Linked DNA regions of Sus scrofa: all the other regions are linked to region 3. The links are chromatin contacts, called in public Hi-C maps. All regions are on one chromosome and are shown on one strand. The core of a region is the stretch at or near the end of the contact, and the rest is flanking DNA. Distances in the headings are between cores, read along the strand shown.

Region 1 (4,819 bases), core at 1,346-3,845, 170 kb before region 3:
GTAGACTGCATGAAGCCAAGCTGGAGTAGGTTGAGAGTGAATAGAAGATGGGGGGAAAATAAAGTGGGTGGGGAGAAAGCAAATGTAGAAAGCTCCTGAGGATAGGAGATAGTGTGATATTTGGAAAGAGATGTTAGGGGTCAATGAGGAAGCTTCCCTACTGCCCCTTTCCTTACTCCTCTCTCTTCTGGCCACTGCCCACATCTGATTGTCTGTCTGTGCTTGTTCCAGTTCGTCCCATTCCGAGACTATGTCGACCGGTCAGGGAACCAGGTGCTAAGCATGGCCCGACTAGCCAAGGATGTGCTGGCTGAGATCCCGGAGCAGCTACTGTCCTATATGCGCACCAGGGACATCCAGCCTCGCCCTCCACCACCTGCCAACCCCAGCCCAACGCCAGCTCCAGAGCAGCCCTGAGATCGCAACTATCCATTGCCTAGCAGTCTGCCGCCTGCCCACCTACTGCTTCTGCTGAAACCCAGAGGCACCTGGAACCCTGGACGTCACTGGAGGCCAACTTGGAGGATTGGAGCTGGCTGATCAAGCCCTCTGCTCCCTCATCCAGAAGGGCCTAGCACTATCACCACCTCCCTGCCTTCATGCCAGTAATAAAGCTGATCTTTACTCCATGTCTGTCACATGGCTCTTGGGGAGGAGAGTGGGGGACCCAGGGCCTGAGGCCACACCAAGAAAAAGAGGGAGCCAAGGTCAGCCTCAGCTGTGGTTCATCCCCTTTTTTTTTTTCTTCCCCTTTTTAGGGCCAAACCCGAGGCATATGGAGGCTCCCAGGCTAGGGGTGTAATCGGAGCTACAGCTGCCAGCCTACACCACAACCACAGCAATGCGGGATCCGAGCCACGTCTGTGAGCTACACCAAGCTCACGACAACACTGGATCCTTAACCCACCGAGCAAGGCCAGGGATCAAACCCGCAACCTCATGGTTCCTAGTCAGATTCATTTTTACTGCGCCATGACGGGAACTCCCAGTTTATCCCCATTCTAACACACATTCATCTAACATTTCTTCAGATACTCTTCAAAGTGCATCTTTATGTGTGTACATTTCTCCTGAGAAGAGAAGCACATAGCTTTTATCAGATTCTCAAAGGGGTTCCTGACCTCAAAAGGGATCAGTTTTAAGATGATTCTGTATAACTCTGCTCTAATCCATCTAGCCTGAGTTATTTGAGTGAGGATAATAAAAAAGCTGATATTTTCTTTGAGTATTCACTACATATCAACACTATGTGAGAGTTCTCTTGTGGCCCAGAGGTTGAAGGACCAGCAGCAGTTTAGGTAGCTGCTATGGTGCAGGTGCAATCCCTGGCCTGGGAACTTCAACATGTCAGTGTGGCCAAAAACATCCCACTGTGCTATGTGATTTACGAGCATCGTATTATTCAATCCTCACAACAATCCTGTGAGGTAAGCACTATTTTATCTCTATTATACACATGGAACTGAGGTTCAGAGAATTTGTCATTTACTGAAGAGAACCCATCAGTTTGACTTCAGATCCCGAGATCTTAACCAGCAAATCTTTTCGTGAAGTGTCCATTTTACGAGGATGTTTGGGGGAAGATATTGAATATGTAAACACATACTTTACAGTGGATTGAATGCAAGGTTTGTATTAAGGTAAAATAGAACCTTCCAGATGATTTGGGCTTTGCCCCAGAACCCTGGAAGACCCTTTAACTCTCCTCTTTGATGGCAAAACTGGAGAGGCTCAGCCCAGGTATTGTTTAGCTAGTGGACTCTTCTTGGCACCCAAGTTCTCCGAAGCGCCCGGGAACTGACCAGTAGAGTTGTGGCACTCCGCTTTACAAATAAGCAATATGAGGTAAGAAGAATTTAACAACCTGCTCAAATTCACATATCTGCTAAGTGGCCCAGTCACATTCAAACCAGCTCTGTTTTGACACCATCTTCCAACCGGCGACCCGTAGCCATGAAGCATTTCTCCATCAAGCTACAGGGCTCCTAGCATCTGAATCCTATTATACCGTGCAAAAGCCCTTTCACACCCGACCGGCCTTCTCCACCGCCCCAATCTGGCTGCTACTTTCAAATGCACACCTTTTCTCCAGCCCTGCCCCTTTACCTTTTCCAAGCCCCGCCCATTCCCTTCAGTCTCGCTTCCGTTTTTCCCAGCTCTATTCTTTCTCCCTAAACCAGCTCCAAGTTTCAGGCCTATCCAAAACCCCGCCCTTTCTTTCCTATGGCCCACTCTTCTGTTTAGTCCCACCCTTTAACCCCCGCCCAGTTCAACCCCTATTCTCCTTACTGGGGCCTGCTTTACAGATGGCCCCGCCCACTCCCCGCAAACCCCGCCCCGTAGACTGGTTTATCCTCTTCCAGCCCCGCCCCGCCCTCACCCGTAACTCCAGGTCCCCCTTAGGCTCCAGCCCGCGTCCCTCTTGGTCCTGGCCCTGCCCCCAGCCCCGCCCCGTGGCTCCGGCCCCGCCTCGCCGCCTTCCTCGGAGACCAAGGCCAGGTCCCTACCGCAGCCGCGGCGCCAGGAGGGAGGGAGGGAGGGCTAGGGGATGGGGAGGGGGCGGGGGGGCAGGAGGCGGAGGGGGAAGGGAGAAGGGCGGGCTCCTCACGCCCAGTCCCGCGCTCACCGTCCGTGACCGCAGATTCGCTACAAACGGCCCTACCAATCCGGATCCCGAGTACTTCAATTTCAGTCTCCAGAAACTCAACTCTAAGATGGAGGTGCTAGAAGAGCACTGTGGGGTATCCAGGGGCCTTCCGAATCCTAAAGAATGGCCTCTCGAGCCTCAGCGGGCGGGAGGGGATCTGTGGCGAAAGTGCAGGTCGGCAGCGCCGCGGCTACGCATTTACCCTGCGCAGACGCCGTCGCCGCCGCTGCTGCCGCCGCCGCTGCCACTGCCTTTGCCGCCACCGTCTCTGCTGCCGCCGTCCCCGCGTTGCCTCCGGGAACCTCTTTTGTTCCAGCAGCGTCGGGTCCCGAGGCCAGGCAACCTAGGGGTTCTCGAAAGGGGCGGCGGCCGCCGGAATTGAGACACCCGGGCGCCGGCGGGACTGGGAGCGGCAGGGGTCAGCGCGGGAATCCCAGGGAGCCGGACCAGAGCGTGGGGCGGCAGGGGGCCGGGGTGGCGAGGTCTGCAGTCTCTGGAGTTGGGGCTTCCCCTCCCCGGCCCGTCTTTCCCCGCTGGCCTCCCCAAGTGGGGTCGGAGCCCCGGCGGGCGCCCCCGGCGATGAGCCCGGACTCGAGGTGGCCGGTGAGTGCGAGCCTGGGACCCGGGCGGGAGTGGCCAGCCGGGAAGGGGTAGGCTGCTTTCGTGGGGCGCGCACCGGGCTCCCCGGCCCGAGTGCCCTCGGGCCACTCCAGCCCGGAGAACTGACAGAGCGTTCGCTTCCAGCCGGCAACCCGAGGTAACAGTGTATCCTCCGGGGCTGCCTAGGGCTGCCTGGGCCAATGGCAGGAGGGGAACCTTGTTTAACTTGTTACACTTCGACAAAGGGGAAACGTCGCCGCATCCGGGAGAGGGCTGCGGGCACCGCCTGGGCCTGGCCTGATCCCTCTGGCCTCCGCCCCCTACTTCCTCCAGCCCCCTGAGCGCCTGGGGCAGATACCGCCGCCAAACCCCTGAGCCTGGGGCCCTCCCCAGGGGCTTTCAGGTCTAAGTTCCCGAGTCTCTTCACTGTGTTTCTGCTGCTGAGTCCCAGCGGGACATTTGTCGGAGCTCTGTGCTACTTGGGGAACCTGGGCAGCAGAGCTGCAGCGTTCACCAGGGACCCATCATTGAAAGAGGAGAGCTTGTTTGTGCTTCGATTGGTTTGTGTTTAAAGACAGCTACAGGTAGGAAGTAGGAGCGAGTTGAAGGAGTAGTTTAACTGATAAGGCAGTCAGAGGCTTTGACAGAGGCTGGAGCAGCTCACTAGCTTGGTTAGGTCGCAGAGAGGAGCCAAGAGGTATAACTATTAGTGAGGGAGCTCAGGGTGGCTTTACTTGGAATGATGCCAAGCCCATAGTTAAATTGTTGGACTCAGCTAGGCCTGGAGAAATTGGGGCAGTCTCTGACCAAGCTGGGCTTCCTGAGGGCTAGTGCCATCTGCTGTCTCCGCTCACCCAGGAACATTGGAGAGGAGGAAGGGAGGGTTCTGAGGACCAGCATGGAGTTGAGTGTGCCTGGACTGTCATGTCCCTGTTTGTACCCTTAGAGCCCAGTACCACTCCCAGGGCCAGGGCATAGGTTTAGCCTAAAGACCTCAGCAATGAACTAATTCTATGATCCAGTGGTTTCTGCTGGAGTCCAGGGCCCAAATCATTGGCTACCCATTCAAACTTCTGCATGGGAAGATACTAGTTTCATCCATCTCTCTCGGCTCCAGACCTGGTGGTTCCCTCATTTAGCTATTCATTCAACAGGTCATTTATTCATTTGCCAAAACTACACTACATGCTAGGTACTGGGGACATAGAGGTGGGTAGATTCTAGGGTTTGCATCGCACAGCTCCCAGTCTAGTAGGAGAGGCAGAGAACTTCCAATGTGATGAGTTCCTTGGTGGAGGTGAGGATGAAATGTGGAAACAGCTCCGCATGGGAGAGACAAAGTCCTAACAGAAGTTACATTTGAGCCACATTTTGAAGAATGAGTTGGAGCTCACTAATCAGAGAGGATGGAAGTCATTCTAAATAGAGATTCTCTTGCAGGAATGAGAGGCTACAACATTCAGGGCGTGGCAGGTTGCCCTGGGTAGACAGAAATACATCTATAACTGATGAAAAAAAGAATCTAGAAAGGAGGACTGGGGCAAAATGGTGAAGGGAGCACCCTGAATGTCA
Region 2 (4,233 bases), core at 4-2,503, 140 kb before region 3:
GGAAGGCACTGCAGCCAGACTAGGACCCATCCAGAGAACACAGCCTCTCAATCCCATCCCAGGTCCACAGAGAGTGAAGCCAAAACAGAGCTCAGTGTACTGTGTGTCCTCAGGGAGGGCCCTTTCCTTCTCTTTTTCCTCCATGGGAAAAAATGAGGGGAAGGTGCCCTGATTAGAGCTCCTAGTGTGGGATTCCACTCTTTGGATGGGACATGTTCCCAAGGGGGCCTGGCCACCAATCCCAAGGGGCAGAAACTTCTAGGAAAGGAGACTTGGTGGTAAGCTGTAGAGGCAGAATTTTAAACCCACCTGGAAGCCTGGCAGATATGAACCTCACAGTTTCACATCAAAAGCCACCCACACCCCTGAACCCAAACACCTGCCTCCAGCACACGCCATCCCCAGTTACTCTGACACTTGATCACACATGTACACCCGGACGTCAGCACACACATCCAAACACACACTCCCCCAGACATCCTCACACCCAAACATCCCTCTCATACCCCAAAACACACATCCATACACACCTTGATGACACCCAGACAGGCAGACACACACACTCACCTGTATACCAGACATCCCAGATTCATTCATACCTTTATCCTAGAAGCTCTTCAACTGCAAATCCTTATACTCCTAACTCCAAACATGGTCAGCACACAACTGTATACGTCCCCAACTCTGACTTACTGCCCTTTTGAGCTGGATACCAGCACACCACAACACCTGGACATATATCTGCAACAAAAGCACTGACTCCCAGACATCCGCACGGATACCCTTATACACCAACATGCTGCAACTTCATATCTGAAGCCCCTTGCCAAAGCTAAGTCACTCTCATATCCCAACACATCCATACCTCCAAATGCCCAGTCCTTCCACATTCAGGCCCAGCTGAAGGCAGACACGCACGCACACACATCCCTTCCCCACCTTCCTCTTTTACCCACTCAGTTTCCCACCGGCACCTGCTGGGCCTGGGGCAGAGGTTGGGGAGTGAGGCCCGGCCCTGCCCATCTAGAGTCCGGCACGCCCGGGCTCCCCTTTCCATCCTTGGGGGAGGGTATCCAGCGGCTGCGCCCAGGGTCGGGCGGCGCGGCTTTGGGCTTGTACCTGCGGCTGCCCCGCCGCGGGGCTGGCTGGGAGGCCGGAGGTGCCTGGTGCTGGGCTCTGGCCGCTGGCCGCTGGCCGCCGTCCGCCGCCCGCCGCTGCTGCGCGCCTGGCCCCGCCGCCGGCTCTCTCGCTGGGGCTTGGTTCGGACTCGGCTGGCTCCCTCCGCCCGCCTGCGGCTCTGATGTCAGTGGAGGAGGAGCCTGCGACGGAGGGACTGGGGACTGGGAGGTGAGGCTCCGCTCCCGGGCTGGGAAAGGGGCGAGAGGTCAGGAGTTAACAGCGGCCGCCCTTCGTGCAGGTCAGATCCTCCGCTGGGTTCTTTTCATCCTTCGTCATCAGGCTGGGTCCCCGTTTCACAGTAGGAACAACTGAGGCACAGAGAGATGAAGCGCTCAAAGTCAGTTGGTCAGAAGCAGAGTCGAATTCGAACACAAGTCTGTCTGATGCCGGAAGCTGGCCATTTTCGCCCTATCTCTAGGAGTTTCTTTCAGACCAGTTCTGGGAGCTCCCTTAGGGTTGGGCGCTGTCCTACTCTCCCTGCCCCTGTCCGCCCCTGGGAATTAGGCCCAGGGAAGAGCTCTAGAGACTGAGAGGAGTGGAGGCCTGGGGCCGTTCGGAAAGGACAAGGCAAGGGTAGGTGATGAAGAGAATTGAGACAGTCTTAGGGTGGGGATCCCATTTGACTTGCGGGAAAACTGAGGTCCCTCTCTGAGGCAGAGCTAAGGCTCTAATTCTCCACACCTGCAGAGCTGATGCTCTAATTCCCTACACCTGCGGGCCAGATCGGGTGTGGTGCCCAGAGGGACTGGGGCGGGGAGGGAAGGGGGAGGGGGGAGAGTTAAATCTGGATCCTCGTGGAAGCGGGCCAAAGAGGACCACGTGACTGGGCTGGCGCCAGCGGCCTTTGGCTCAGGGCCAGGTTGGGAGAGGAAGCCCAAAACCGCTCTGGGGCGGCGGGCAAGGGGCCAAAAGACCTGGTCTGTGTCCTCTTGAGCAAGGCCTTCCTTGGGGAGAAGGGACTGAGGGAGCAACTCCCAGAAAGAAGGGGTGGGGCTGGACTGGAGCCAGCCGGAGGAGGCACGTTTCTGGGGACCCCCCACTCCACCTCATGGCCGCTCCTCAATCTTGAATTCCTGCATTTTACAGCTGCAGATAGGGAGAGGACAATGCTTAGCTCAATCTCATTTTCAATTGGCTTTTCCCTGTCTTAACCTCAGGACTGTGTCCGAAGGTGGTCAGGTTATTGTGCCCATTCTACAATGAGAGAGGAAGAGGTTCCTAGAAAGGCTTTAGAGACTAACTTTTCTGAGTCACACTTTACCTCTCTTAGCCTCAATTTCTTCATTTGGAATATGGAATATTGATGACTGACTCAGAATTTTCCTGAGAATTCTGTGGGATAATGGATGTGACGTGCCTGGAGTACCACCGGGGTTCAAAATATGACAGCTAGACTTACTTTAGGGTAAACTGAGGTTCAGAGAAGGAACCTGTTTTTTCTGGGGTCAGGGGACTAAGGAGCAATTCCCCTCCCTCAGATCTCCTTGCCTTTGGTTGGATTCTTTCACATGTCAGGTAATAGAATCCGAAACTAAACCAGCTTCACCAAAGAGGAACCAATGGCTCATAATAGCTGAGGCAAGATGGATGGAAGAACGCCATGGGTCAGAATCTGAGACTGGAATTGGAGACAAAGTAGCTGTAGGATTTGCTTTCTCTCATCTCTCCTTGTCTCCATGTCTACTTTGGCTTCCGTTCCTCTGCAGAGTCATCTCCTTTATCTGTCAGGAAGCATGGTGTGAAGCAGCTCCAGCTTTCCAAATGAACCCAACGAAAGAGGAGCTACACCCACTTTCTTATATCAGTCACAGGGAAGGACTCTGATGGGGTTTGCTGGAGTGACATGCCTACCCCATTACCCCCAAAATTTTTGCCGGGAGGATGAGGTACTATTCTGGGTAAGTGTACTGTCATAGGTAGTCACACTCGCAGTCACACGGAATGAGAATGGCTGTCATGTCCAAAGGAAGTAGCAGTGCTGAGCAGGCACAACTAACAAATCCATGTCAGACCTCCTCCCTTCAGTCAGGAAAAACAAACAAACAAACAAACAATGTTAGTATGTTTTGGTATGTAGTCTTCCAGACTTTTTTTGAATGTGTATTGATTGGGTTGTTTTTTTCTTGTTGAGTTGTATGAGCTGTTTGTATATTTTGGAAATTAAGCCCTCATTGGTTTCATCACGTGCAAATATTTTCTCCTAGATTGTAGGTTCTCTTTTCATTTTCTTTATGGTTTCCTTTGCTGTGCAGAAACGTGTAACTTTGATTAGGTTCCATTTGTTCATTTTTTTTTTTTATTTGTATTGCTTTGGGAGACTGACCTGAGAAAATGCTGGTATAATTTATGTCAGAGAATGTTTTACCTAGGTTCTCTTCTAGATGTTTTATGGTGTCATGCCTTATGTTTAAGTCTTTAAGCCATTTTGCGTTTATTATTACATATGGTGTGAGGATGTGTTCTAACTTCATTGTCTACATGTGACTATCCCACTCTTCCAACACCACTTGTTGAAGAGACTATATTTTTCCATTGTAAATTATTGCCTCCTTTGTCAAAGATTAATTGACCACAAGTGTGTGAGTTTATTTCTGGGTTCTCTATTCTGTTCCATTGATCCATATGTCTATTTAAGTGCCAATACCATGCCTTTTTGATTACTGTAGCTTTGTAGTATTGTCTGAAGTTTGAGAATTTTATGCTTCCTGCTTTGTTCTTTTTCGTCAAGATTACTTTGGCAATTCTGGGTCTTTTATGGTTCCATATAAATTTTAGGATTATTTGTTCTGGTTCTGTGAAAAAAGGCATGGGTAATTTGATAGGGATTGCATTAAATCTGTAGATTGCTTTAGGTAGTATGACCATTTTATCAGTATTAATTCTTCCAATCCAAGAGCATCAGACATCTCCATCAAGTCTTGAACTCAACAGAAAATAAGCCATTAGAAGAGTGAATGATTTTTTTTTTAGATTAGAGAAAATGCAAGAAATCACAAGGAAAAGATGGACAGTTTAATTTAGAAACATAAAAACATTCTTAACTCCTATTGTTGG
Region 3 (4,661 bases), core at 1,596-4,095:
TGGTGTTGTTGCAAGCTGCAGCCATAGGTTGTAGATGCAGCTCAGATCTCAGATGCTGTGGCCATGATGTAGGCAGACAGCTACAGCTCCATTTCAACCCCTAGCCTGGGAACTTTCATATGCTGAGGTTGTGGCCCTAAGAAAGACCGAAAAAAAAAAAAAAGAGCTATTGAAGCATTTACCATAAAGTAGAAGTGTCCAAAGCCCTGAATGAATATAATGGGGACCTTACTAGGTGGGGTAAGGAGTTCAGGGGAAAGGCTGGAGCTGAACTCTGAGTTAGGTGAAAAGGGTAGAGATGGCTTTTTGTGAAGACTATGGGATGGTTTTTTGAGGAATTCCAAGGTGGCCAGGGTGGCTGGAGGATATTGGGAGGCAAGCTTCTGTCATGAGATGAGGATCCAAGGGCCACCTACGGCCTTGGGAGCCAATGTAAGCAATTTGGATGTTAAGAGTAGCAGGGAGTTCCCGTCGTGGTACAGTGGTTAACGAATCCGACTAGGAACCATGAGGTTGCGGGTTCGGTCCCTGCCCTTGCTCAGTGGGTTAACGATCCAGCGTCGCCGTGAGCTGTGGTGTAGGTTGCAGACGCGGCTCGGATCCCGCGTTGCTGTGGCTCTGGCGTAGGCTGGTGGCTACAGCTCCGATTCAACCCTTAGCCTGGGAACCTCCATATGCCGTGGGAGCGGCCCAAGAAATAGCAACAACAACAACAACAACAAAAAAAAAAGACAAAAGACAAAAAAAAAAAAAAAAAAAAAAAAAAAAGAGTAGCAGGAACTTCCTGAGAGGCTATAATCATTTTTGTTTTGTTTTGTTTTGTTTTTTGGCCACGTCCACAATATGTGGAAGTTCCCAGACCAGGGATCTAACACGAAGCACAGTAGCAACCCAATCTGTTGCAGTGACAATGTGGGAGCCTTAACCTCTTGCACCACAAGAGAACTCCTCAAATTTGTATTTTAAAAAGCTCTCTGGGAAAAAAAAATAGATAGATAGATAGATAGATAGATAGATAGATAGTAATAAAAAGATCTCTGGGCTGCCATGTGGTAATGAATTAGGGGCAAAAAAAAAAAAAAAAAAAAGAGAGAGAGATCAGGGGAGTTCCTGCTGTGGCACAACAGGATTTGTGGTGTCTCTGCAGCACTAGGATGAAGGTTCAATTCCTGGCCTGGCACAGTGGGTTAAAGGACCTGGCGTTGCCACAGTTGTGGCATAGGTCACAACTGCAGCTGGGATCTGATCCCTGGCTCAGGAACAACATATGCCGAGGGGTGGCCAAAAAAAAAAGAAAGAAAAAAAGATCAGGGACACCAGTTAGAAGGCTGCTGCAGTCATCCAAGAGAGTGAGGTCATGGTCAAGCAACCAGAGGCTTAGGGGCAGTAACATTAGCTGATACTTGAGCACTTACTATGCCCAGCATTGCGTTCAGTGCTTTATTTATATTAATACATGTAGTTCTCACAATAATCTTAGGAAGTAGATACAATTGTTATTTCAGTTTTACAGAGGTGAAATGAGACAGAAAGTGAAGTCATTTAGTCAAAGTCACACACAACATCTATGTATGATCTTTGTTCATACACTGGCTCTGACCCTATGAGCTGTGGAGTTGGGGTAAATCACATTCTCTGAGCCTCAGTTTTCTCCATCATGAAGTGGGGGGCCTCTAACAAGCCTGTCTTCTCCCCTGGGTCTCCTAGACACCCACCAGCGCTGGGCCCTGGTGTGGCTGGCCTGCTTACTTTTTGCCGCTGTGCTTTTCCTTCTCCTCCTTGTCAAAAAGGACCACGTGAAAGGTGAGCGATTCCCCAGGGGCTGGACTCCTCAAGTGGGCCTGGGAGCTGGCCAGGAGAAGGCGGCAGCTGGGCTCACCAGCTGCCTCCGCTCCTCTCCCCTAACAGGGTGGCTGAGGCTCTTGAAGGAGGACGGTCTTGAAGGGGGTGAGTGTGAGCCAGAGCCGCGGGTGGCGGCCCCCGGGCAGACCGGGCCTCCGGCCAGCTCATGTCTCCCCTCCCACTCTGTTTTATCCTGCAGCGGCTGCCGCCAGGAGCCGAGTGGCTTTGCTCCTCTACTCCCCGACGACGCAGGCTTCGAGCGCCTCGTGGCGCCCTGGCGTCAGCGCTGTGTCAGCTGCCGCTGCGCGTGGCCGTGGACCTGTGGAGCCGCCGCGAACTGAGCGCACAGGGGCCCCTGGCCTGGTTCCACGCGCAGCGGCGCCAGACCCTCCAGGAAGGCGGCGTGGTGGTCCTGCTCTTCTCGCCAGGGGCCGTGGCCATGTGCCACGAGTGGCTGCAGGATGCGGCGTCAGCGCCCGGGGCACACGGCCCGCACGACGCCTTCACCGCCTCGCTCAGCTGCGTGCTGCCAGACTTCTTGCAGGGCCGGGCACCCGGCCGCTACATCGGGGCCTACTTCGACAGACTGCTGCCCCCGGACGCCGTGCCCGCCCTGTTCCGCAGCGTGCCGGTCTTCTCACTGCCCTCACAGCTGCCCGACTTCCTGGGACCCTACAGGGGCCCGGCGCCCTCCGCTCGAGGCGGCTCGCGGAGAGAGCGGATCAAGTGTCCCGGGCCCTGCAGCCCGCCCTGGACAGCTGCTTCTGGTCACAGGAGACCGCGGGGACGGGAAGCGGGATGGGGCCAGAGGCAGGGGACAGGACTTGAATAAAGGCAGGAGCTATTTTTCTACTCATGTCTCCCACGCGTGTCTCTGTAACCCAGCGGCAAATCAGGACTGCCGCGCTCAACCGGTATCCCCGCGGCCCTTTAACAACCCCGACAGGTGCAGCCCGTAGACGCTTCTGGTTGGCTGGCATAGGGTGACGCAATGGCACTTGGCCCACCACTATTGGCTGTGGCGCGGGTTCCGCCCTCACAACTGCGGAGCCAGCGGAGGGTGCACGTCTTACGCAGCGGGCGGCAGCGGCGGCGTTGGGGAGGCTGAGCTGTTGGCGCCTGCGGGCTGGGTGGGTCGTCTTTTTCTCTCTCACAGCCTTCCTGGATCTGGATCCTTCCTTGCCCGCTCGTGGGCCGTGCCTCTGGCCTTTGCAGGCCTCGAACCTGACCTTTTCTCTTCATATCCGGATCCAGGCTCCTCCCCAGCCCCCAACCGGGGTTCCGGACTTCTCCTCCCAAGAACGTCCATCACTGGCGTCCTCTCCCCCAGTGCTTTGGAATCTGACCTTTTTTCCCTAATATCGCTGATCCGGCCCCTGGGAACCACATTCAGACCCTAAAACAACAGTCTGACTCCTATCCTCTTGCCAAGGATCCAAGCCACCTCCCCCCACGGTGACAGGATAACTTATTCCCACCCTGGAATTGCAGAATAGCGTCCTTTCCCCAACCATCTCCTTTCCCTCGGCCTTACCCCAGTCTAGCCTTCTTTTTAACAGATCTGGGGTCCGAGACCCACAGCACCTCAGAACCCACCCTTTTCTTTCTCATTTGGCTCCTCCAGCGAACCTTCTCCATGTCGTCTATCTACAGGTACCCAGTCTGGGAAAAGATGGCCCCACGGCCACCGAAGGGCCTAGCCCCAGCTCTGCTCTGGGTCCTGAGCCTTTTCATTGGCCTCCCAAGCCCAGTTTTGGTTCAGCCCTCTCCTCCTCCCCAATCTTCTCCCCCTACTGAACCTCATCCATGTCATACCTGCCGGGGACTGGTGGACAGCTTCTACAAGGTGGGTGCACCAGTGTAATGGGAGGGGTCCAGCTACTATGGCATAGGGGTTGAGGTCTGGGCACTCTGGAATACAAGTCTTCATGAAGTCAAGTTACGGTTTGGTTACTCACTGGTTGTATGGTCTTGAGCAAATTGCCTCTCGGTGTCCCAGTTTCCTTGTCAATGAAATACAAATGTTAGAATGTGCCAGGCACTTTACATAGCTATTCCCAACTTCCTCCATTTCCAGGGCCTGGAGAGAACCATCCGGGACAACTTTGGAGGCGGAAACACTGCCTGGGAGGAAGAGAAGTTATCCAAATACAAAGACAGGTAAGGAGGAGGCTGGAGGGGCGGGTTTATATACCTCACATCCCAATCTCTGCTCTGCTAGTGGAGGCCTGGAGACAGTTGGGGAGCACTTATTCAGCAAATATCACTGAATATCTGTAGGACAGCACTAAACAAAACAGGGAACATCCCTTCTTCAAGGAGCTTACATTCTAGTAGAGGATACAGACAGTGAATAAGTAAATAAAAAATGTCAAATCAGGGGAAGAACAATAAAACAGGGTGGACAACAGAATGGTGCTCAACACATGACATTCAAACAGAGACCCACGATGAAGAAGCAAACTGTGTAACAATCAGGAAAGGATTTGGACAGTCAGTGAGACTGACTTGGTGTATATGAGAGGTGGCTGAATTTGGAGTGAGCAGAAAGGAGAATAGTGGAAGGTGAAGACAGAGGGTCTTGAGGGCCACAAAAAGGAGTTTAGATTTCATTCTGAGTGTGGTAAAAAGTCATTGGAGGAGTTCCTGTCGTGGTGCAGTGGTTAACAGATCTGACTAGGAACCATGAGGTTGCAGGTTCGATCCCTGGCCTTGATCAGTGGGTTAAGAATCTGGCGTTGCCGTGAGCTGTGGTGTAGGTCGCAGACTTGGCTCAGATCCCGACTTGCTATGGCTCTGGCATAGACCGGTGGCTACAG

The links. A called contact is a pair of places that touch in the nucleus more often than the background predicts.
Region 1: a Hi-C map of alveolar macrophages shows a contact between it and region 3, with 1.6 times the contacts expected there. The contact joins the promoter of BRPF1 here to the promoter of CRELD1 in region 3. A contact is called at or near these places in 2 of 5 promoter capture datasets (fetal liver and fetal skeletal muscle), 3 of 47 Hi-C or Micro-C datasets (alveolar macrophages, heart right ventricle and liver) and 2 of 2 datasets of contacts at active chromatin or transcription factors (alveolar macrophages and skeletal muscle).
Region 2: a Hi-C map of mesenteric adipose tissue shows a contact between it and region 3, with 1.9 times the contacts expected there. The contact joins the promoter of CAMK1 here to the promoter of CRELD1 in region 3. A contact is called at or near these places in 1 of 5 promoter capture datasets (liver), 2 of 47 Hi-C or Micro-C datasets (embryonic fibroblasts and mesenteric adipose tissue) and 1 of 2 datasets of contacts at active chromatin or transcription factors (alveolar macrophages).

What each region holds. Positions count from the first base shown.
Region 1 is chr13:66,018,452-66,023,270 of Sscrofa11.1, forward strand. It overlaps BRPF1 (peregrin), which reads left to right and starts at 2,596. Exons shown (of 12, transcript XM_021069303.1): 1 at 2,596-3,250. CPNE9 (copine-9) reads left to right here. Exons shown (of 20, transcript XM_021069296.1): 20 at 232-629. The coding sequence ends at 417.
Region 2 is chr13:66,054,005-66,058,237 of Sscrofa11.1, forward strand. CAMK1 (calcium/calmodulin dependent protein kinase I) reads right to left here and starts at 1,254. Exons shown (of 14, transcript NM_001190195.2): 1 at 1,120-1,254.
Region 3 is chr13:66,191,950-66,196,610 of Sscrofa11.1, forward strand. It overlaps CRELD1 (cysteine-rich with EGF-like domain protein 1), which reads left to right and starts at 2,846. Exons shown (of 12, transcript XM_001928892.5): 1 at 2,846-2,972; 2 at 3,496-3,688; 3 at 3,920-4,002. The coding sequence starts at 3,515. IL17RC (interleukin-17 receptor C) reads left to right here. Exons shown (of 13, transcript XM_021069809.1): 12 at 2,042-2,609; 13 at 2,728-2,801. The coding sequence ends at 2,801.